Regions from separate parts of the Mus musculus genome. Here regions 1, 3 and 4 are each linked to region 2. Evidence: chromatin contacts called from public Hi-C and HiChIP or PLAC-seq data. All regions are on one chromosome and are shown on one strand. The core of a region is the stretch at or near the end of the contact, and the rest is flanking DNA. Distances in the headings are between cores, read along the strand shown.

Region 1 (5,567 bases), core at 818-3,317, 420 kb after region 2:
GATTGAGTGCCCAGAAGAATTCATGATGAAAATAAACCCAAGACACTATTTTAGCAAACTAAAGAAATAATTACTGGTTTATACCCTCAACTCTTTTCTCTCGTATTGAGAACAAATTCAAACATATCACACATTTCAAAGAATGAGATGATGGGGTTGGGGGAGGAGCGTTTAGGATAAGTGTGAGGAGGAGTTTGAGTCTCCTGCGTTTCTTATGGTTATACATCTTCACCAATTTAAAAAAAAATCAATCTTCAGGCTTAGCAGTTCTATCCTGAATTAAAAAGAGAGTGGTGAAAACTCAGAGTGAATTGGAGAACGCAGTTCAGAAGATGAGCTACATTTCTGTCCTCCTTTTCTGATTCAGTGGAAACTGAATCCTCATTAAGTTTATTTACTTTCCCAGAGTAACAGCAGTGATGGTAATGAGCCTGGTCTCATGCCTTCTGATGTTAAGTCCAACAGGCTTTTAAGCTATTATGAAATCTTTTTGTTTTCCTATTGTCAACATATTTTATGCTCTTTTCTGATGTTTTCTAGGGCCCGAGCCCAACACATGACAGGAATTCTAAACCCTAGTTGTCATGGCAATTTGACTTAGCTCTTCTGGTTCATGAAATTCATAGAGTTCATGTGGACAAGGGGGAAGATTGACAAAACAGTCCCAGCGAGGCTGGACCTCCTCAGCAGTCCCTTTATCTTTTGACCTCTTCAGAAGGTCACATCACTCAAGGGTATACAAATGTGCCTATCTCCCTTGACACCTGGATCTTTGGTTGGTGCAAAATTGAATTAACTTGACTTCCTATCTTTTGATATTGAGGACTCTAAGATGTGTTATTTATAACACCATTTGGGGTCAATCACTTTAAATATGTTAATGTTGTATCCCAAAGTTGAGAGGACAGAAAAGTGATAAAAATGTCATGTTCAATGACAACAGTGCTGAAAAAGTACTAAGTTTTTTTTTCTTTTAATATAGTGAATGGTTAACATGCAGTTGAATCTGTCTCTTAAAACTAAAATTGAGGGCTAGAGGTATAGTTTCCTGGGTAGAGTGATTGCCTAAGTTATACAAAGCCCTGGGTTCAGTCCCTAGCACCACATAGACCACATGGAGTAGGACATGTCTGTAATCCCAGCATTGAGGAAATAAAGGCAGGAAAATTGGAGTCCAAGTGGTCATCTTCAGCTACATGGGAGCTTGAGGTCAACATGAACTACATACCATATGACGTTATCTAAAAAATAACAACAATAACCTGGCTTTAGAAGGTCCTGGTATCTAATTAAACACCCAACAAAAATCAGAGTTCAGGAACACAAGAAGCAATATCCTGGAGATCATGTTTGTCAAACTCAGAATGCAGAAAAAAGAGGGAAGAAATCTGCTATGCTCTGAAAGAGATTTAAGGGCCATATCATCTAAGTGCTCACTTTGGATTCTTATTTTCCCCACTGAATCCAAGTTCACAGGCTGTTCTCTTTTGACAGCCAAACCCAGGCTGACCGGCATTCTAGCAGGGGTCAGCCACATAACTGTTCTTGTTTTCTGGTGATAGTAATGGAGATCTAGGCTATGCCACACATCTGTAACACATGGCTGGAATAGTGTGTGCAGGGGCTGGCACTGCAGGTTTGGAGTTGAGTCACTGTAATCGGAAGCACATGGGGCTCACTGCCTTTGAGCACTGAGAACAGTGTGGGCCTTGTAAGACTGGGAGTTGGATCATGTTGGTTTCAGTCTTGTTACAGCAGTGTTCGAATGGCTTGACTGAGCCCTTGGACTTGAAACGAGGGCCTTTTGGATAAAAACTAGGACAATAAAAACAAACTGGAAAAAATAGGAAATCTAGATTCTTTCTCCTATTTTGATTTATAGAAGCAAATGTTTTAATTCGAGAACTTCAAATTCTTCTTGGAAATGTAGTAACAAGGGTGGGTTTATTGCGTTCTGATTTACAGCATTTCTCTTTTCTTTTGGCAGCTATTGCATTATATGGATTGCCACTTAGGTACATTGCGAAACCCTTGATGGTCTATATTGCACAACACAGCTAAGCATAAGTGAGATAGTGAATAAGTCAGCCAGCTGCTCTTGCACAGCTCATCATGATGTCGAACTTCATGGATCCCCTATCCTGCCTGATCCAGTGCTTTCTAGGGGCTCTGTTTGGGCACACGTGATGGGTACTATTGGCCACATAGGTGTATCCGAGACTATAAAACTGCTAATAAATAGTTGTTCTCTCCAAAGTGGACTTCATCATTAAGTGCAGTGTGTTAAGAGAAGAAAATGACCGGAGATTACACTGAAGCCAGCCTATCCCACACTCTTGAGTTATCTCCAAAAGACAAGAGTCGGCCTTCCCTTTGCAGTAGTGACAGACATCTTCAAGCTTTCCTTTCACTTTTCCTCCTCCCAAAGGAGGTTCTAAGCACACTCCATACCTTTGGGTTCCATTGAAATGTCTTGTTTTCATTGTGCCCTCCATGCCCCTCATTCTGGTTATATTCACATATCACTTAGCACCACTTGACAACTGTGGGTCCTTTATTTATTTGTTTTGTGGCTGTCCCTCTCCCTAGGATGCAAACATTATCAAGGTCTAGCTTGGCTTTGCCCATCACTGCAGGCTGACCTATATATGTGGGTCTCTGTGTATTGCTAGATGTACCCTGCCTGGTAGAGGGTAAGAAATCATAAGTATTTGTTAAATGAATAAGTGGATGAGTAGGAGAGTGAGTGGGTGACTTTTCTGGTAAGCTAAGGCAAAAGAAGTTATTTATAGTTTGTGTAGGTCAGCCCTGCTGGACCACCATTCTTTTGCCTATCATACCTCTATGAAGGGAAAGAGCTTGATATGCGGGTGGAAGTTTACCAAAAGGTTACCAGGTCAGGACTTCTCTACCCAGACATTAAGATGAGTCATGGGAAAGGCTGGAGAGGCAAGCATGACAAACACATGTTACGCTAGTCTCCTTGTTAGCTAGATGAGAAGGCTTCCTTCTTCGATCCAGCTTTATCAGCAATAAGGCTCGTGTGTGGCTCCCCATCTGTATTGGTTTCCAGTTTTAAATGTGAAAGGTGAAGGTGGGCTGAGAGAAATTCCAAACACTTAACAACCGTCCACAACAATCCCAGCAGCTGCAACCAAAAATAAAAGTCTGGCTAACTTCATCCCCTGCAGGAATGAACTTGGATATAGTTGGATAGCAGATCCCATTGCTTCGGTGGGTAGCCACAGGCGGAGAATGCAGCCTACGTCATCAGGGAGATGCTCAGTGATCAGGGGAGCTCGGTGAGATCTGCTTCCTAGCCAGTGAAACGCGCATCAAATGTCTTTATTTTGTAATTCACTTTCATGTAAGAAAACATGTTTTTGTTATATAAGCAAGCAAAGTGCTGAATAGGAGTTTGAAATTATTTAGTGATTCGGAGAGATTTTATAACTATTTTGATGTTACACTTCTCTTGCTACAGGTAATCTGATTTCACACGATCTAATCTTCCCATGGGTGAGTATGGCAGCACTCACCAGCACTATGAACAAAAGACGTGGCCAGTGCTGAGCCTTAGGATTTTCTGTTACAGAATCTATTCACATGTTTTGGGCTTTATGTCTCTTGGGTAAACTTGCAGCCCTATTTGAAGGTCAGGAATCCTACATCAAAACAGTTTATAACAAACAGAGGCATACTTCTTCTATCCCCACCCTGAACACCTGCCGCATTCATTTTCCAAATTGCTTTCAGATTTATAACCGGTCTTATGGTTTCCATTTTAAAGGGTGTACGTGTTCAGGAGCTATGTCCATCATAATTGTTCTTGTAATATCTTGGGAAATGCAGGGAGCAGGAAACCTAGGCCAACTCCTGAAATGACAGGTCTCTCTTCTTGTTAGAGGGCAGTTCAAGAGATTTCTCAAATTTCGGCCAGTTCTCTATTTCTGAATGGTTATTTCAAAGGAACAGTGAGAGCTTAGATATTTTACTTTCTCTTACTCTTTTCCTTCTGTAGTATTTCCTACCTTCCGTTGGAGAATTCTTTATAAAGGTTTCAAGGGATCAGTGACAGGCAGGAATAAAGGAGAAAGGGAGATGACTTAAAACTAACCCAGACTGCCAGGTGGAATGCTTTTACTTGATTGGTATTGTAAATAACCTGGTATCTAGAAAGAGGAAAACATTTTAGATACAGGTTAGGCCTCTCCTGTGGCTTAAATCTAAAATGTCTTCCACATGCTCATGTGGTTGGCCACTTTGTCTGCAACTGGTACTGCTGCTTTGGGAGGTTTGGGGTTCTTTCTTTTTTTTTTTTTTTCCTTTGAGGTTTTTTTTATCATTTTAATTATGTGTACATTAATTGTGGGGGAGTATGCACATAGTGTGTGCACATGTAGGTGCAGGTGCTGAGGAGTCCAGAGTAAGATGTCAGATCCCCCAGAGCTGGAGCTAAAGGCAGTTGAGCCTCCCAGGGTGAATGAAGGATCCTCTGTAAAAGCAATGATGCTCTTAACCACTGAGCCATCTCTCTGGCCCGGGTTATAAATTCTCTAGGACAAAAGGTTAGCTAACAGAACTGGGTTGTTGGAGCAGACCTTGAGCACTGTATGTATTTCGGGGTACTGGTCCAGGCTCTCTGCTTCCTGATCCACTGTGACGCACAGGCCTGTCTGTCACCTCACACCCTTGCAGCTGCAGATGGAGTTGTAGCAGTCCTATGCCTTCCCTGCCAAACTGGTTTGTATCCCTTGGCTCTCTGGGCCAAATGAAAGCTCTCCTTCGTAAGGCTGCTTCTGCCTGTTAGCTTGTCAGGGCAATGAGATAAATACTAATACAGTTTTCCTAGTCTGAAAATTTAAAAGGCCAAACTCATTAAGAGTGCCAACATGACTCTCAAAGGTTCATAGATAGACTTCAGATCTTCAGCTTTGGGATGTTCAGCTGGTCAAGTCTGGGCAAACCATTCCAGAATCTGAAAACCTCTGGAAACTGAAGCACATATGACCCTGAGGATTTTGAGTCTAAAGTACTTAATCGGTTTTATTTGTCCCATAAAATGAGAAGGAGGCACTGTTTAAAACAATGGTAGCCTAAGACACATAAGATAGCCTAGAACCGAACTGTGTGACCTGAGGACTTGTGGCTTTTGGCCTCAGATCACCAAAGTTTGGTTGCGAAGAACATGAGTTTTACTGGGAGAGGAGTTACTTTCGCTGATGGGAGGCTTGTCGTCCATGAGGGCTGTCCCAGACAAATATACATCTCCATGTTAATTAAAATAAAAATCACTTCAGTTTTTACTGATCTAGAGCAAATGCACTAAACTCCTCATTGCATTGAAATGTTGGTAACCAAACATAAATTAGCACCCTGAATTTTTTAATACGTCTCCAAAATCTTAATTACCCCCCCACCCAAATAACCTTCTGTCCTGACCCGGGTGGGTTAGTTTTCTTGTCTGTTCTTTCTCTTTAATCTCATGTTGTGGATCTAGAATTTGGAATATGTGATTGTAATCCTTGTCTAGATTCAATGTTCTCCTGAGAACTCTGATGGATCCG
Region 2 (6,281 bases), core at 3,369-5,868:
GAACCATCTGGGGAGCAGCACCTTTAGTGTTTACATACAGATTCCTGATCAAAGCATCAGAACCACGCCCTACCTGTGGACAGAAGCACTAGGACCATGCGGGGCTTCCTTAGCAATAGATAACCGGGTTAGTGTGTTTGAGAGTCATCTTGTGTGTTCACAGGCTAAACTTTATTTTTCCAAAATTTATATATTGCAGCCCTAAGCCTAGTCCTTCCAAATGGGGCAGTGTTGCTTCAAATGGTTATTACAGGGGGCGGGGGGGGGGGGGTTCAACTAATTTGTATCATTTAGAATGCAATCTGAGTGGAATTAGACTAGAAATAGTAGTTAGTAATTACAAACTCAAATACAGGTATGAAAATGTAATAATGAAGCCCCTTATTTTATACAATTTATATACTAATAAGAATTACAAACTAAATGTGAAAGCCAGAAAACTGATTTATCTTACAGAGGCTCTTATACCTATGGTTGGAAGGCAGGAAAACAAAACAAAACAAAAACAACAACCAAACCAAACCAAACCAAACAGAAAACAAAACTCAAAAGATTAAGGTGAAGAAAGAGGGAGGAAATGATCTAAATCAAAATAAGTCTGCAAAGACAATGTTGAAAAAAAATGCGTTTCTGATAGTGTGGGATGAAGGTTTCAATCCTGAGTCCCAAGTTTCAAGATTCTAGGTTTCATGGTCCTTTGACTTTGTAGAAATGACCTATCTACTTACTAAGAGGCCAACAGCCCCTCATTGCCTGAAGACCCTAAATGGTGTTTTCTCCCCAAATCACCTTGTCTACTCACCAAGATCTGCCCTTTCTAACTTGCTGATCACAAAGCTAATGGTTATGATTGTTCTTGGTGGTGTGCTGGGGTTGGATGACAAGGAAAGAACATGGCCTCTGTTAGCATTTTGTCTAGGCTCCGCCCCACATTACCTGCCAACAGTCAGGTGTGCCTGACTCATTGTAAAAGGGGCAGCTTGGCTCTTCTTCTGTCTTTCTGGCCTTCTTGCTCTGTTCTCTCGCCCCTTTTCCCTTTCTTCCCATTCCCTTCCCCTCTCTCTTCATGTTCTCACGGCCAGCTTCTACTTCTCTATTCTCTCTCTGCCTTTCTCTGTCTCTACTACCCTCTCAACTTCCCTCCCCATGCTCTGAATAAACCCTATTCTATACTGTACTGTCGTGTGGATGGTCCATCAGGGGGAAGGGATGGCTCAGCTTGGGCCTGCAGAGGCAACCCCTTCCCCTACATCTGACTGCTCATCCATCAAACATCTCTCTCTCTCTCTCTTTAATAAAACACAACAGCCTCAAAGAATCTTTGTTTCTTAACTAAAAGATGAAATAAAAGGAGGAGGACATGATGACGACTACTAAAGTATGGAGACAGTTTCTACTGTAGATATGAGGGAGAAAGCAGGCAGGGGGAGAGTCAAGGCGGGACACAGTCAGCTGACCAAGAGATGCTGCCTGGGCCAGGAGGCCAAGAGAATTGTAGCCAAAATGGCTGAGTTACATTATATAGTGTTCAGGCTTGGGGTGGGAAGTGGAAGCCCAGCCCTTAGGAGAAAGGCTTTCAGGTAGCAGCATGCACTTTTATATGTTAAATATGTACTTTACTTAGTAAATTGTCCTGGGTTTCTTTGAGTCCTAACAGTTCCCACATTCCAGCAGAAATCTGCCAGTGGGTGGGTTGTGAAGTTAAAGGGTGAAGGAGGGCTTGAAGGACCCTCTCTTAGGAATAGGATAGTTATAAATAAAATAAAGTGTTTCACATACAAGTGTTTCATCTTTTCTCATAACCTGATGTTTCCCTAACTGAATAAATATGCAACTGCATCTTTTTTGTTACTTGTTTTATTTTTTGAGACAAGGGCTTGTGGTGTAACCTCAAGTTGGCCTTGAATTTCTGATCTTCCTGCTTCAGCCTCTCCAATTCTGGAATGATAGACATGTGCCATGATGCCAGACCACCATCTAGAATAAATTTAAGATGTTGTATCTCAGAAAGTGGCTCACGCTACCCCATCTGACACTGAGTCTGTGTTAAGGTTGTTTTCCATGCCTCTGGAGCAAGCCCACTTGCCCAATAGTTGAGCTGTAATGCTTACTTACTCAGTGTTTCCATGTTTGGGTGACAGCTTTGTTCTTTCTGTCTAGAATCTCTCCACATGTTTACTCCAGTGGAACAAAAACAAAGTGTTAATTCTTGTTGCTTTTGCTAAAGCCAGCCCTGAAAGCACAACAGCTTCAAGAAGTCTTACTTATTCAAAACATGCAAGCGTTTGTTTGGTTTTCTTTTGCTTGTTTTCTTGAGACAGGGTCTCATACTGCTTTGTAGGTCAGACTAGCTTTAAACTCAAAGCGATCCCCTTGCCTTAACCTCTGAGTGGCAGGGATTTTTTTTTTTTAATATAAAACCATTGTGTTGGCTTGAGAACTGTTGAATGCCTTTCAGTGCTGTCCTGTATAGTCTTACTATAGGGAACACATACACATATAAGTAAAAGTTAATTTTATTAAGGTAAAATATTATTGCTCTTCTCCTCTCAATTTTAGAAAATGAAATATCGTATACGACAATCAAGTGTGGCTGGTTTTTGAAAAAATATCAGTACATACAAGGAGTCATCAAAATTTTTATTTGAGATAGGGTCTCACTGTGCAAGTTAGTTCTTGAACTCATCATTCTCCTCCCTCAGCCTTTCCAGTGCTGAGAATATAGGTGACATCATATAGTGACATCATGCTTGGCTTGAACTTTTGAGGATACCAAGATAGGAAAAGAAGTATAAACAATCAGTTACATAGTGGACATCAGCAGAATTAAGTCTTAGCAATAGATGAATTGGGTATAACTAGTATCCAGTGGGTTATGGCACTAATTTATAGCCAGTGCAAAATATGAGCATTTTCTTCATTTTATCATAGCCAGGTTTCTCTTCTGATATAACTGAGGTTCTAGTGATCTCTCATGTAAGAGTCACGGTGAAATTCAGGGAAACTGAGGACCAGTCTAAGAATTCTCCAGACTGGGGCAGTGAGTTTGAGAAAAGAAGAAAAGATGTTGTCTTAGTCAGGGTTTCTATTCCTGGACAAAACATCATGACCAAGAAGCAAGTTGGGGAGGAAAGGGTTACACTTCCACACTGCTGTTCATCACTGAAAGAAGTCAGGACTAGAACTCAAGCAGGTCAGGGAGCAGGAGCTGATGCAGAGGCCATGAAGGGATGTTCTTTACTGGCTTGCCTCCCCTGGCTTGCTCAGCCTGCTCTCTTATAGAACCCAAGACTACCAGCCCAGAGATGGTCCCACCCATAAGGTGACCTCCCTCCTTGATCACTAATTGAGAAAATGCCTTACAGCTGGATCTCATGGAGGCATTTCCCCAACTGAAGCTCCTTTCTCTGTGATAACTCCAGCCTGTGTCAAGTTGACACAAAACTAGCCAGTACAGATGTATACACAGATTCTTGGTGAAACAAGAAGAGAACAAAGACGTAAGAGCAGAAATGCATGACAGAGACTCCCTCCATCTTGGGTCCAGCTAGGGAAACTCTTTAAGCCTGGCAGGATGTTGTTAAGTGGTCCTTTGGCTTTGCTGAGTACCTGCATTTCTGTAGTACTGGAGAGCACTTCTCAGTGGTCAGAGCAAAGAAGACAAAGTCCGGACCCCAGCATAAAATTCAGGAGGAAAGAAGCACCATGAAATGCCTAGAACACCAAAGAGCATGGAAGACTGTGGCCAGTGGGTGGTCAACTCTGATGACGGGAGCTCTCCTTTGAGAAAATTTACAAAATGATTGGCTCAGGAAAATTTTGCAAGTTAATATTTCCTGAACTCTTGGAAAATCCTCCCCTCCTCTCTCTTTTTAAAAAGCAGCTATGTTCCAGAGGTGTTAGGTGCTCATTTCCTGACTGGAGATGGAGCTCAGCTGTAGATTGCTTGCTTAGCATAAACAAGGCTCTGAGTTTAGTTCCCAATGTTGCATAAAAAGACCCAGCACTCTTGAGGGGGAGTCAGGGAGATCTCAGATTCAAGGTCACCTTTACCCAATGCTGAGTTTCAGACCAGCTGGGTTACAGAATGTGAAGAAACGTGAATTTCCTTCTCCTTACTCTCTTATGTCCCCTTATCTTCTCCCCTTAGAAATGTGTATTTGTTTTTTGGAGTGTCTTACTAGTCATTCATATGCCTTCATATTACTTCTCATTTGAATCTGATCATCTACCCTATGGGAAGTTTATTATAAATTAAATATAAAGTTTTATATAAGTCAATTGACACAAAAATAAATGTTCCTATAATTTAAAAGAGTAAATAGGTGCTGGGGAGATGGGCTTATCATTAAGAGCACTTGCTGTTCTTATAGAAGGTCATCTACAATCAACTGAATCAACTAGAAGTAACTACAGTACCGGGGGGCTCTGACACCTATTTCTATCTATCCTCCTTGGGCATCTGATAACACATATCAGAGAGAGAGAGAGAGACAGACAGAGACAGAGACAGACAGAGAGAGACAGAGAGAAACAGAGAGATCAATTATTTTGGTGGGGTTCATGCTAATTTTTATATTCACACTAGGGGGCACTGTGTAGTTATTAAGGCCCTTAGTGTGTTTGCTGTTTTATACTAATGTTGAATTCGAAACTCCTTTATGTCAGTATTTTACTTTCTGTGATAACAGTAGGATATGAAAATGTGTGTTTTTTTCTTCTATAACAGAAAACCAAACCAAACCTAACCAGAATTAAAACAGTGCCTGCTGTTAGGAGAAATGTACATTTGCAAGAGTATGGATTTCTCTTGGCTGTTTTTTTTTCTTTTTTGGTTATAAATTCACATTAGTTGATACAGCCAATATACAAACCACAGTTGTAGCAACCGGAGGAAGAAACAGGATATGACCCCTTCTGTAAGATGCTCATAATATCCCCAAGGAGGCTGGTTAAAATTCCATCTCTCTGCAGCTTAGTCAGAACCCGCTCTTCCGCTCCTGTTTTGGAATGGTTAGAGCCGAGGCTGAAAAGTTACAGAACAACAGCTTCGTGGCTAGATGTCACGTGTTTCTTCATAGAACAAGTTCTCCGGGATCGCCTTGTGACCTGCCCCAGTGCTGCTCAGCCCTTGACCGCAGTCTTGCTGGGGCCCAATCTCTGTTGGGCTGAGGAGGATTCGGGTTCCAAGTCTCCTGCTGTCCAGCTTTGTCATCAAATCAGCCACAAGGCTTTGTCCAGGATCACGGCATACCATAGAAAATGTAAACTATGAATTAGGGAGATTTGAGTTCTCCTATAGACAAATTTAACCTAGCATTGAAACTGCTTTCAAGATTATTTAAGCTATACCTCAAAATATTCTTAAACTTAATTTTATTTGTATACACACTTCATTCAATTATGTTACTTAATATTTTAGAAATGATGTGTCCTCGTTAATTTTCATGTATAATATTTATTAAAAACACATATTGTCTATAGGCTTGCTGCTTATATGGTTGTTATTTGTGACCTTGACCCAAGGTCCGTTCGCTCTGCACTGAAGACCAGATTTACCAGGGGCTTGCACCTGACTGCAGAGTTTGCAAATCCTGGGGCTGTCTTGGGCAAAGCATTTGATTCTCCCAGCTCCGTCCTGATGAGAGTAATAATACCTTCAACATGGTCACTTCACACAGATTAAATGCACGAAAGTGACAAAGTTGGCAAAGTATCTAAAGGACTGTTCTGTGCTCCCATTGCGTCTAATTTCATACCATCAACACACGAGAGCTGCAATAAAAGTTGTGTAGTTAAATGTTCTAAGATCACCCTGAGGCGGAAACACATTTCTTGCATAATGGTGTCAACAGAAAAGTGTATTTACTATTCAGAATGCAAAATAAATTCAAATGATTTTCAATAAATGTTGCATGCTAGAATGTTTTTTTTTTAACTTAAACAATAAGTAGTGTTGGGATTTGAACTTAGGACCACGTGTGTGCTCAGCATGTACTCTACCACTGACCTGGATACCAGGTTCCCAGAAGAGCATTTTGATTCATTTTGTGAATGGTTTGAACAAAAGGAATAAACCAAATAACAGAAGTATGACCTATATTTTCTCAGTGCTTCAAATGCATGTTGCTTAACAAACCACTTTGTGAAGTCCAGTCATTTTCGAGGACTATAGGGAGGTTCCTCAGAAGAGTAAAGAAATAATTGCTGTAACCCAGCAACCCTACTTCTGCGCCTATTTCCAAAGGATTTGAAATCAGTTTGTTGAAGAGATGCCTGAT
Region 3 (5,571 bases), core at 168-2,667, 390 kb after region 2:
GGCCCTCCTGGTTATTTGGGCTCTAAGGGTCTGTTGATTATAGTGTGGTTATCCTGTACTTTATGGCTAATATCCACTTATAAGTGAATACATGCTATGCATGTCCTTTTGAATCTGGGTTACCTTGTTCAGGATCATATTTTCTAGTTCTATACATTTGCCTAAGAAATTCATGATGCCCTTGTTTTTAGTAGCTGAATAGTATTCCATTATGTAGATGTAGCACATTTTCTGTATCCATTCTCCAGTTGAGAGACATCTACATTGTTTCCAGTTTCTGGCTATTACAAATAAAGCTGCTATGAACATAGACAAATGTCTTCAACCCAAAATGTTTCTTGCCTACAAGATGTGCAGTGACAAAGAGCAGAGACTAAAGGAATGGCCAACCAAGACTGCCCCAAATTGAGACCCATTCCATGGGCAAGAGCCCTGATACTATTAATTATACTCAGTTATGCTTGCAGACAGGAACCCAGCATAACTGTCCTCTGAGAGGCTCCATCCAGCAGCCAGTGGAAAGACATGCAAAGACTCACACTCAAGCATTAGATGGAGCTGCGGGGGGTCTTAGAGAAGAATTGAGAGAAGGATTGATGGACATGAAGAGGACAGTGTTAACTGACCTGGACCTTAGGGGCTCCCAGAGACTGAACCACCAGCCAAAGAGCTAGCACAGGCTGGACCTAAACCCTCTGCACATATGTAGCAGATAAGCAGCTTGGTCTTCACGCGGGTCCCCCAACAACAGAAGCAGGGGATATCTCTGAGTCTGCTGCCTGTTCGCCTACCTGCGAATGCCATTCCCCTAAATTGTCCACCTTGTCTGCCCTCAGTGGGAGAGGATCCACCTCGTCCTGCAGCGACTTGTGCGTGGAGGGGGGAGCGACACTCAGAGGGACACTTAAAGAGGGAAAAGGTGGAATGGGGGGAGAACTTTTGTGAGGAGGTACTGGGAGGAGAGGAAGGGCTGATACTGGGCTGTAAAGTGAATAAATACTTATTTTTTTTAAAAGAAGGTAATAGAGAAGCGTAAGCTAAAACGATGTAAAAATTAGACTTTGGTGATGTAGCCCTAATCAGACAAACTGGGGCTTGAATATTGGCTTTCCCCAACACTAGACAGGTCATGTGGGACAAGCCAGTTGACCTGTTTCTCACATTGACTAGGATGTGGAGTGGAGCATGGTCATGGCACACACTCTTATAGGGCCGTGGGGGGCTTAGGAGAGACTGTATACCCACCATACTAATCGGTTTGTCAGGATTTGGCACACGGTCATTCACTCCCCAGGTTCTTGAGTGATGAGAAAGTTGGAAGGGACAAGAAAATGGATGGAGTGTAGTTCTCCATGACCAGAATAAGCCAGACTGCACTTCTCTTCTTCAAAGGTTTTGAAACAGAGGGCATGTTCCCTGCTGACTGTGCCTGGAAGGTATGTGACATCCCACAGAAGAGACCAACAGTATGCTCAGCACAGAGTAATGTAAATATCTTACAGTCATGACGTGTTCAAGGAGATATTTCACTTCAGCAAAGTAAAACAAACCCAGAAACTACTGAAACCCTAGTTCCCATGTTTGAGCAAGAAGATGATAAGACAAAGATAAAGAAGGATTTTTAAAAAAAACCGCTCTAATGCACCCCCCTTGTGAACTAGAAATGATTTTTGGAATTTATTAAGAAATCAAAAAGCAGGACCATCAAGATGGCTCAGTGGGTCAGATGTTCACAGTTGAGCCTGGTGCACTGAGTTTGATTCCCAGGACTCATATAGTAGAACTGACTCTCATAATTTGTCCTCTGACCTGTGGATGCATGTGAACACACACACACACACACACACACACACACACACACACACACACACACACACTAAATGTAAAAAGATCTTTAAAAAAACCATAAAGCAAGGACTATTTGAGGACTCACTATATTCCATAGAGCACAAGTTGCTGTGTGTAATAAGGACACGTTGCTAGATTACGATAACAGAGATGACTGCTTGCTTTTAACTCAGAGAGCATAGACAGAACCCACCTACATGCAGAAAAAGCAATCCCTTGACAACATTTGGAGCTAATTTTCTCAAATCTATCAAAAATCTCATAAAATTGTTTTCCAAAGACTAGGAAATTAGTATCTGTGGCTAGTTTGTGTTGCTCAGTATTTCAACTTGTAGGAGCTATTTCTCTCCTTCTTCCTGTGGGTCCCAGGGATTGATCCATCAGGATTTACCCTTTGAGCTGTTTTTCTGGCTCTTCTGATGACCCTTTTAAAATCATTTGGTTTAATGTTGCAAGTATTATACTGAAAATAGGGTATCCTGAAGCAACAACAATAAAACCCAACTGTGGTGGTATGAATGGAAATGGCCTCCGTGGTCTGATGTGTTTGAATGCTTGGCCCATAGAGAGTGGTATATTAGGAGGTGTGGCCTTATTGAAGTGGGTTGGAGGAAGTGTGTCACTGTGGGGGTAGGTTTTGTGGTCTTCTACACTCAAGCTATGCCCAGTATGGTACACAGTCTCCTCCTGCTGCCAGTGGTAGAACTCTCAGCTCCTTCTTCAGCACCACATCAGCCTGCATATCACCTTTTCCCCACCACGATGATAATGAACAAAACCTCTGAAACTGTAAGCCAGCCCCAGTTTAAATGTTCCCTTTGTAAGAATGGCTGTGGTCATGGTGTCTCTTCACAGCAATGAAAACCTTAAGACACTCAAAGGAGAGTATTGTATAGTACAGATAGCTTGGGAGAAAGGATTTGGAGTCTTTTTACCTCAAAGAAGTGATAAGTAGGTACCTAGGAGACAGGCTTATCTGAATTTGAATATTCCGCAGGATATTAAAACATGGTACAATACTCCTCAGATATGTCCAATTTTATGTGTCAATTTTAAAAAAGTTAAAAGGAATCTCAAATCCTGATTGCACACCACACCAAACACACCAGGATGTGTATGTGGGGGACCCAGGCAGCCACACTGTTTTAAGCTTTCCAGCTGATGTCAATGTGCAGGACTGAACAGACAATCACTCTGAGCCAGTGCATGGTGGCACACATCTGCGATCTCAGAATTCCAGAACCAAAGCCAAAACGTTTGAGGCCATCCTGAGCTACTTAGTGAGACCATAACCAAACACATCCAGCATTGAGGACGTGGCTCAGATGTGGAATGCTTGTCTGGTACTGAACTGGCCATGAACTTGCTCCTCATGGCCACCCAAATCCCAAGTTTATTTGAGCACCTTCAAAGAAGGATCGGAAAATTCCAGTTCTTCAGATAAAGACAATGGCACAGGTTGGTCTTGAAGGTTTTCATTTTTAAAGGACACAAAGGTGGGTGGGTAAAGAAAGGAGCTTGTTCTGGGAAATGTTGAGTAGAGGGGTACAGAGGATCAAACTCTGTATAAAACTCTCAAAAAGCTACTTATAAATGTGCACAGTCAAAAATGAGATTCCTATGCCATATTAAGACACAACCAGAAACTGAGATTCCAATGACATACTAAGAACTTTCCTCTGTTACTAGTAGAATGATCAATTTTAGAGTTAAAACAAAATACTTTGAAAAGTGGGAATATAGGTGATTCGTTGTCCTTTTCATTTTCCCCCTTTGGTCAAATAATAAGAGGTTCTATAATTAATATAGAATTTGTGTATAATAACTCAAGGACCAAAAGAAGATGAAGAAAAAAAAAACAGTACACTTATTTTCAAAAAAAAAGAAAAAAAGACTTGTCACAAATAAAGATCACAAATCATCTCAATAGAGGAAAAAATAGTATTTGTTTCCATCCAAAAATAATTACATAATATAAAATTGTGACTGCAGAATCAGAAGGCTACATATAAGCTTGGCTGATTTTGCAAACATATGAAATATAAAACAGGCAACCATCTTGAGGTGGAAGATAGTATTTGTTCTATTCCCTGAGTGTTACACACATTCTCTGTGTTCTACTTAGAAGCTAGAAGCCAAGGGAGTGGATGCGCTCTGACACTTGTGCATGGGCGCTAATGATGCTCGCCTAGTACACTGTGTTCTGGATTTAGGGAAGTGTAGTGTAAATATACATGCACGAATCCACTTACAGACACAAATTTCCGAGGCACAAACAAAATTACTTACTTGTTATGTTTTCTTTTTTATAATCTGAGGGGGAAAGGATAAAAATTGGTTTTAAGTAAGCGTTAAGATACCTCTTAGACCCTGTGAGCTACAGCTAAGAAATGTGGCTTTCTCTCTCAGCGTTTAAATGAACGACAGAAAAGCATTCAAATGTGAAGAGTGCGTCTTTGAAACTAAACCAGTCCTCATGCAGTGGCTGGGTTGTGTTTTGTGAGGTCAGCGTTTTCAAACATGTGGCTTATTTCTGCATGCTTAAAAAATCTGCATCGTTGGCTAAGGAAGAGGATTATTTCTTCCATTACGCCATTTCTCTGACAAACTATGAGATGTTCCTTAGCCATTTTCACATACATTCCAGAAAATGTTACACTTGTAAGCTCCTCTATGAAATAAAGCAAGATCCAAGCAGCAGTTAAAAGTGCCCTTTGATTTATTTGAAAACAAATGAAATGAGTCTTTATGAAAGCCTATGCAATTAGGAGAGCATTAGGATTCTGCAATTATGTGTGTAGAAATGGCAAAGCAAAAAACATTATTAGAACAGCCTAGAAAGCCTAAAAATGTTAGGTGCTTTAAGTACAAACGTTCCTTGACTGGAAACAGTAAACATTTCCTTAACTTCCAAAGTCTGGAGGAACTTCTTTGTTACCTAAATATGGCAGTCTTGTGCAGGCTGTGGGGTCCCGGTGCATGCTGGGAAGCTTGCTGCACTCTGGTACCGGAAGGAGATGCATCCCAGATCTGTAGAGGCCCCGGTGGGCCTTTCCTTCCATTGCCTGCCATTCCTTTGCACAGAAGAGCTCCTTTACCGCCAGGCAGTACTCTCTGAAACGGTGTAAGGCAAGAAGACTTGATGAATCATGACGAGTTGAAGACAAACTTGCAGCGGGGCTTAAATTTTGTATTTTTGAAACATCATCACATCGTAAGTGTTTTTCCTTATAGAAGCAAATTTGAAATGAATATACCTTAAATAATGCAAGACATTAAAGATACGGTGTTCTATGCTATGAAATGAAATACTACTCTCTTGCTAGTTTTTTTTTTTTTCTTCAAATTTAGAATGAATTAGAAACAAGTCCTGGTATATCCTCTCTCAAAGTTCATATTAAAAATAAAGGTATAGGGGCTGGGGAGATGGCTCAGAGGTTATGAGCACTCGTTTGTTATCCTTGTAGAAGACCAGGTTCAATCCCCAGCACCCACATGGTGTCTTACAGCCACCTGTAACTGTAGTTCCATGGGATCCAAAGGCACTTGTATGGTACACATACATGCATACAGGAAAACATTCATACACATAAAATTGAAAAAAAAAACCTTAAAAAATAAAGATGCAGAAACAAGGTTGGTTGACAATTTAATGAACATACAAACTAAGAACAGGGGCCATCACCTCGGGGCTGATGGACAGAGATCAAAAAGGAACGTGCT
Region 4 (5,990 bases), core at 2,521-5,020, 280 kb after region 2:
TGTTCATGTCATGCTCATGGCTGATGCTCATGGGAGCCGGAAGAGGGTACTGGACCAGCTGAAACTGGTATCCTCATGGGAGCCAGCAGAGGGTACTGGACCAGCTGAAACTGGTATCAGGATGGTCTCCAGCTGCCATCTGCTTCTAGGAGCTGAACCTGTGTCTTCTGCAAGAGCAGTGCTCTTAACTGCCGAGCCATCTCTCTAGCTCCTGGGATGACCTTCTACACATACAAATTAATATCCTATGGGAAATAGGAAGGGCTCTACAGTGATGTGCACATGTTTACAACCTGGAAGGTTATTACTCTGAAAACTGGACACCCACTTTGAAGCATGGTGAAACAAGTTTACTGTGGTACCTTACAGGTTGTTATGGCTGTGTGGGACTGGGGGATTTCAGAATGTCAGTCATTGGTTATTACAGCAAGAAGACTTCAGGACAGCGAGGTTTATACAAGATCTTTGGAAACTAAATGTCATTTCTGATTTTCTGTTACAGATAGGCTAAATATGTTATGAGTCTGGGATACATATGCACGCACACATGTGTGCATAAACATATTCATACACAAGTATTGTCAAAATTTAGTAATTAAAAATTATTGCATATGATGTACTTATACAAACATGTGGTTTAACCATGGGATATGTTCTGAGAAGTCTGCTGTTAGGCAGTTTCATCATTATGTAGACATAGCATGCATACCCACAAATTGAAACAGCTGTGAATATCATTATGAAGCAGTGTAATCTTGCTAGATCACCATCCTATATACAGTTTGTCCTTGTTTGAATATTGTTAATATAGTACATGGCTCTTATAATAGGCAACATTTGCTATTCATTTGTTTAAGTTCAATTAGATATCCAATTTAGTGGAATTGCATTGGGTATTTTATATAGCAACCTTGACACACATAGGAAATAACACATTTTAGATAACTTATTCTGTTGAGTATATTTTCCATAGAATCTTGGAGATAAATTTAAGCCCAGAAAGTGGTTCACTTACTGTGGTGGTTTCAATGAGAAATATACCCCATAGGTTCATATATTTAATGCTTGGTCCTGAGTTGGTAGTGCTGTCTGGGGAAATGGTGCAAACTTGCTGGAGAAGACGAAGTCACTGGGAGTGGCCTTTCAGATTTCATACCCTTACAAAATACAGAAACAGAGATACATGCATGTAGTTTGATCTTTGCTTTGAGCTTTTGTTGAAGACATGAGTTCTCAGCTTCTTGCTTCACCTGCCCTTATGAACCCTTCGTCTGCATCTATAAACAAAAATAAACTTTCTTCCGTGAGTTGCTTTGGTCATGGTATTTTATCATAGCCACAGAAAAATAACTAATATACTTATTACTATTTCTCCTTTTTATTTGATGTTTTCTGGAAATAAATAAATGATCTTTTCTAATTAAAAACTTTATGATTGCTTCTTAGAAATTAAGCATTCACCTGCTGGTAAACAAATAATTTTGCACACTTCCAGGTCAAAATGGAATTATTGTCTTCTTTTACATATTCTTTGTCCTACTATATGTAAAGAAGCATTTAAACTACATTTTTTCCCCATAAACAAAGACTTATTTTTTTACTCTTTTGAGATAGGGTCTTATGCCACAATTCAAAGTGGCTTGGAATTTGCCATGTAGTGCAGGTTGACCTTGAACTCATGACTGTCCTGCTTCTGCCTGAGAGCTGCCATGCTAAGCTAGTAAAGTTGTTTTCTTGTTTTTCTTACAACTTTGGTAGTTTCTCTTTGTGGTCTAAACTACAGCCTGTGCCTCTGAGAGGCTTTTTATTCATGTATTTGCTCGAAGATGATAGAGTCTAGACTGAATGTGGTCACAGCCTTACTTAAACCCTGGCACATCTCCTTCATCAATAGAGGACATATCAGAGTGATCCAAAGCAAATATGAAGTTCTCACAGGGTGACGCAGCAATAACAGGGTCTTTTTGAAGAAGTGGGATTGAATTTGGCATCAGGAGACTGGAAATTCATGGCTTCACCTATTTATCCTGCCTAAGTAGACTTTTGTTGACATAAGGAACACTGCATTTTAAGTAGGGTTTCCATGAGTTCATTCTAAATGGGCGTTTCTGTGCTTCAGAAAGCTTCTCTTTATGTGGCAAGTGTGAATTCACTTACCAGAGTTATTTTTCCCCCTTTAGGAAAGTAAAATTAGGTGTAAAGGAGCTGAGCCTTAAAGGGCACACAGAAGAGAGTCAGGAACAAAGCGTTTTGCTGTAGATAATGAGTCACCATTTTGTAGTGAAGGGATTTGCCCAGCTGACCTTGCTGAGCCCATGGTGTGCAGCCTGGGCCTTTTATGTGCAGACCTGGTTCCAAAGGAAAGGCACACTGTAGTCAGGGGGTTCTGAACAAAAATGGGAGAAGCCATAGACATCCTGTAAAGTGTGTGTGTGTGTGTGTGTGTGTGTGTGTGTGTGTTGTATATGTGTGTTGTATGTGTTTGTTGTGTATGCATGTGTGTGATGTGTATGTGCAGTGTGTATAGAGTGTAAGTGCACATGTATGTGTGTGTTGTATGTGTTTGTTGTGTGTGATGTGTATGTGCGGTGTGTATAGAGTGTAAGTGCACATGTATGTGTGTGTATGTATGTGTATGTGTGTGGTGTGTTTGTTGTATATCTAGGTGTGTGATGTGTGTGTATGTGTGTGTGTGTGTGTGTGTGTTATTGAATAGCCAAATAGTTGTGGAGATGAAGCCCTATCTTTATCTCCTTTAGTAAAGGGGAGAGATTATTTTCATTGCCAACACTTTCTATTCTTTCTATCAACACTACTATGCATCTATCCCATAGTCTTTACAACACTAATGACTGAGCATGGCTATTAAAATGGGTAATGAAGTAGAAGGTGTGATTAATCAGTTGTGTTGTAGATTATTGTGCAGATGTGGTACTGTGCTAAGACCGATGGCATTCTGTACTGGAATTTTCTAGTATTTTATTTAGTTCAACCTGGATTTTACCACTTCTGGAGCAAGAAGTCTGTCACTAATGTGTCTGCACATGAAGCAGTACATACTAAAGTTGGAAATGGGAGCAGAAAATATTTTTCCATGTATATGCTATGCTCAGTCAGTAGCATACTGTGAGACTGTGTGGCTGCTGTTACAGAGTGGCAGTACTGTCCCTTGGCAACTATTGACTCTCCTGTGGTCATTTATGTATGACCACATGTATGAGTCATATATGTAGTTACATCCTGAATGGCTTATCTGGTTGTGTAATAATTTGGCTCACTGTTTTAATTAGATGCTGATGACAGGGTTTTCCCCTATCTTCATAAGTGTGACTATTTGAATGCTGATCCACGTGTAATTGAATTTTGTTGGGGTTATTTTCTGCACTGTGTTTTGTAAGTTGGCTTCCGTCTTTTCAGTAGTTTAACACATAGCCACACTTAGAACATTCTCAGTCTGTCACCCTTTCTGATGGAACTGAGGAAATTTTTGGTGTTAAATCTTCTCGAATAAGTTATACAAAGACAATGTTTAAACTTTTATTCATTCTGATATAAATTTTCACAACTAAATCATTTACTGTTATGAATTTTTATTTTTATTTAATTTTTGATATAAATTATACTAAATTGTGTGGCATTTGCTCAATTTCAGCTTTATTTTAATTTTTTCCCTACCAAATGTTAAGTTTTATTTTTAGTCTTAGGGGAGTTTCTGAAACCATACATTGGTGATGACGGGTCTCACGAAGGACTCACTGGTCTTTGGAACTCAGTGACTCATACTTTGTCATACATGGGTAAGGTTCTGAGCAAGAACCCTTCCCCTTTTACTTTAGTTGAGAATTTCCTACAATGTGTTTTTATTACACTCACCCCCCCATGCCTCCCAGATTCACCCCCTTCCTTACCCACCCAACTTTGTGTCATCAAAAACAAACAAACAAACAAACAAAACAAAACAAAACTAAACAAAAACCCCCAAAACTATCAAGGGTAATTTTGAGCAAGAATCTTAATCTCTTTGAAATTCAGTCCTGTTATCAGCCAAACATAGGAACTACTTCCCTAATGATCATGTGTGATGGTCAGGAAGGATGGTCTTTTTATAGGAGATGCTGTCTGGGTGTCAAAGATGGGCACTTTTGCAGCTGCTCATATACAGTTTACAGTATATAGGGCAGTGACCCAAAATTTTAAAAACGTTTGGCACGTGGTGTGAGAAACATGCTAACTATTCTAGCTCCAGGCTCTTCGCCTGCTGGGGAGTGATGTTAGATCGTCCATTTAACCTTCATGACGACTTCCTGTCTACTCCATGATGGCTTGCACTACATCAAGGTTTTGCCAAGTGTGATCCAAGGACCACCTGCGTCTGAGTCACCGGGATGCTTGTTAAAGGGTACTGGGTCTCTGCCCAGACCTACTGTAGTGGAGTCTTTGTGTTGGCACCCAGACATGAATATGTCAGTCACACAAGTCTGACAGGGCCACCAGTCTCTAGCTTTGGTTTAAATGGCCTGGTATTCAACTTTTTTTTTTTTCAACTTAAAAATTCTACTTTTTACTTTTTCCAGAAAAATTGGCACTATTGTTTTTTTTGGTTCCATTTAACTATTGAGTACCTGTGACAGTCCCAGGCATATCAGTTTGCATACCTGCTTTGAGAGAGAGAGAGACAGAGAGACAGAGAGACTCAGAGACAGACAGACAGACAGACAGACAGACAGAGACAGAGACAGGATGGGGAGAGAAATGGAAAGAAGAGTTTCTGGACAAGGCTCAAAACAGATAAAATTCTTAAGTCCCGAACAACTCCTTTCAATGCAAACTCATATTTTCATACAGGAAGGTTGATCTCAAAAGTATTTGAAATGACCACTCCAGTTATGACACCTCAGGAAAGTGTGTCACATACAACTCAGTGGTTACAGCAATACCTTCAGAAGTTACAGAATCTCCTAGAGGCATGGGAATTTCTCTGAAAGTCTTTTATTTCTCTCGGGAAGAGATAGAACACAATGCCCCCCTTTTTAAATTAAGCCAGTAACAGTTATATATCTCTGCCTGGGAACTTTGTTGAGAAGGGGACACTGGCTGTTTACTTCTTCCCAGGCTATATAAGGAGTGGGCCATCCTCTTTGATTTTCTTGGATCAACATGGTGTAGAGTTTGAGATTGGACCCACATACACTTGGATTTAAAGTCTCAATTATATTGACACACTAACCCTCTGACAGGTACTGTATCTGATCTTCCTAGAGTTTCTGTTGCCCTTCTAATCACAGAAGGCAATAACTAATAACTGAATTAGTTATTTTTCTGTTGCTGTGACAAAATGCCCTGACAGAAAGCAACACAGGAAAGGAAAGGTTTGTTTCTGCTCACAGTTACAGAGGGATAAAGTCATCACAGAAGCGGAGGCATGGTGTTAATGAGGGAAGGAGGCCTGGTAGTAGGAAACTGCCTGATCTCATTGCAGTCAGGAATCAGAGAGGGGGTGGAGTCAGGAGAGAGGGAGGAGGGACAGAGAGTGGGGACAGGCTGTAAGCCCCCAAAGCCCACCCGCAGGGACATGCTTCCTCCAGCAAGGCTCCACCTCAATATTCTCAAACAGCATCATGAACTTGGTGGTGACTAAGTGTTCAAATACACGGGCCTGTTGGAAACATTTCTCATTATATTATATATCATTATAACCCACCATAGCACTTTGCTGAGAAATGGGGAAATGCAATGAGATATGTTCAAATGCTTAGAGTAGTGTCTGGCACACATTAAACATGACCTTCTCCTTCTGACTCACAGACATGAAGGCACCACCTCTGTGCTGCTGCAGTTGGTTGAAACTGTTTTCCCAGAATGCTTCTTCTTTGGAGCAATCGAAGATCTTTTACAGTCTGATGGGATGATGACCGATGGTTTCCTGATCTCTTAGAACCAGAGGCGTTGTATATGCATTCAACCTATTAGTTTTATTTTACGTGTCCAGT

Evidence for each region. HiChIP or PLAC-seq counts read pairs in DNA pulled down with a chosen protein or histone mark. Hi-C and Micro-C count contacts between places; a contact is called where the count stands out from the background.
Region 1: a Hi-C map of uterus shows a contact between it and region 2, with 4 times the contacts expected there. The contact joins two enhancer-like sites. A contact is called at or near these places in 2 of 15 datasets of contacts at CTCF or cohesin (both in the NIH/3T3 cell line), 4 of 484 Hi-C or Micro-C datasets (bone marrow-derived macrophages, nephron progenitors and uterus), 6 of 115 datasets of contacts at active chromatin or transcription factors (the NIH/3T3 cell line, acute myeloid leukemia, embryonic fibroblasts and 2 more) and 1 of 9 other capture datasets (embryonic stem cells).
Region 3: a CTCF HiChIP or PLAC-seq map of the NIH/3T3 cell line shows a contact between it and region 2, with 6 read pairs. The contact joins two enhancer-like sites. A contact is called at or near these places in 2 of 15 datasets of contacts at CTCF or cohesin (the NIH/3T3 cell line and large pre-B cells), 4 of 484 Hi-C or Micro-C datasets (bone marrow-derived macrophages, cortical neurons, muscle stem cells and 1 more) and 3 of 115 datasets of contacts at active chromatin or transcription factors (the NIH/3T3 cell line, embryonic stem cells and large pre-B cells).
Region 4: an SMC1A HiChIP or PLAC-seq map of the NIH/3T3 cell line shows a contact between it and region 2, with 6 times the contacts expected there. The contact joins two enhancer-like sites. A contact is called at or near these places in 2 of 15 datasets of contacts at CTCF or cohesin (both in the NIH/3T3 cell line), 5 of 484 Hi-C or Micro-C datasets (cerebral cortex, cortical neurons, embryonic fibroblasts and 1 more) and 5 of 115 datasets of contacts at active chromatin or transcription factors (the NIH/3T3 cell line, embryonic fibroblasts, embryonic stem cells and 1 more).

What each region holds. Positions count from the first base shown.
Region 1 is chr4:58,327,546-58,333,112 of GRCm38.p6, reverse strand. All of the region lies in intron 6 of Musk (muscle, skeletal, receptor tyrosine kinase), which reads right to left. Among named protein-coding and RNA genes, the nearest start is that of Musk, 44 kb to the right of the region's middle. Within about 2 kb of position 2,067, at least 55 of the 459 cell types and tissues checked have an H3K27ac peak or open chromatin away from gene starts, as enhancers often do. A contact at or near this core is called in the NIH/3T3 cell line, fibro-adipogenic progenitors and uterus, where this site is marked.
Region 2 is chr4:58,748,023-58,754,303 of GRCm38.p6, reverse strand. No RefSeq gene overlaps it. Among named protein-coding and RNA genes, the nearest start is that of Olfr267, 35 kb to the left of the region's middle. Within about 2 kb of position 4,618, at least 67 of the 459 cell types and tissues checked have an H3K27ac peak or open chromatin away from gene starts, as enhancers often do. A contact at or near this core is called in the NIH/3T3 cell line, embryonic fibroblasts, fibro-adipogenic progenitors and 1 more, where this site is marked.
Region 3 is chr4:58,355,072-58,360,642 of GRCm38.p6, reverse strand. It overlaps Musk (muscle, skeletal, receptor tyrosine kinase), which reads right to left. Exons shown (of 15, transcript NM_001037129.1): 11 at 4,787-4,962. Among named protein-coding and RNA genes, the nearest start is that of Musk, 72 kb to the right of the region's middle. Within about 2 kb of position 1,417, at least 8 of the 459 cell types and tissues checked have an H3K27ac peak or open chromatin away from gene starts, as enhancers often do. A contact at or near this core is called in the NIH/3T3 cell line, where this site is marked.
Region 4 is chr4:58,467,636-58,473,625 of GRCm38.p6, reverse strand. The region is part of intron 3 of Lpar1 (lysophosphatidic acid receptor 1); the gene reads left to right. Among named protein-coding and RNA genes, the nearest start is that of Mir3095, 30 kb to the right of the region's middle. Within about 2 kb of position 3,770, at least 51 of the 459 cell types and tissues checked have an H3K27ac peak or open chromatin away from gene starts, as enhancers often do. A contact at or near this core is called in the NIH/3T3 cell line and embryonic fibroblasts, where this site is marked.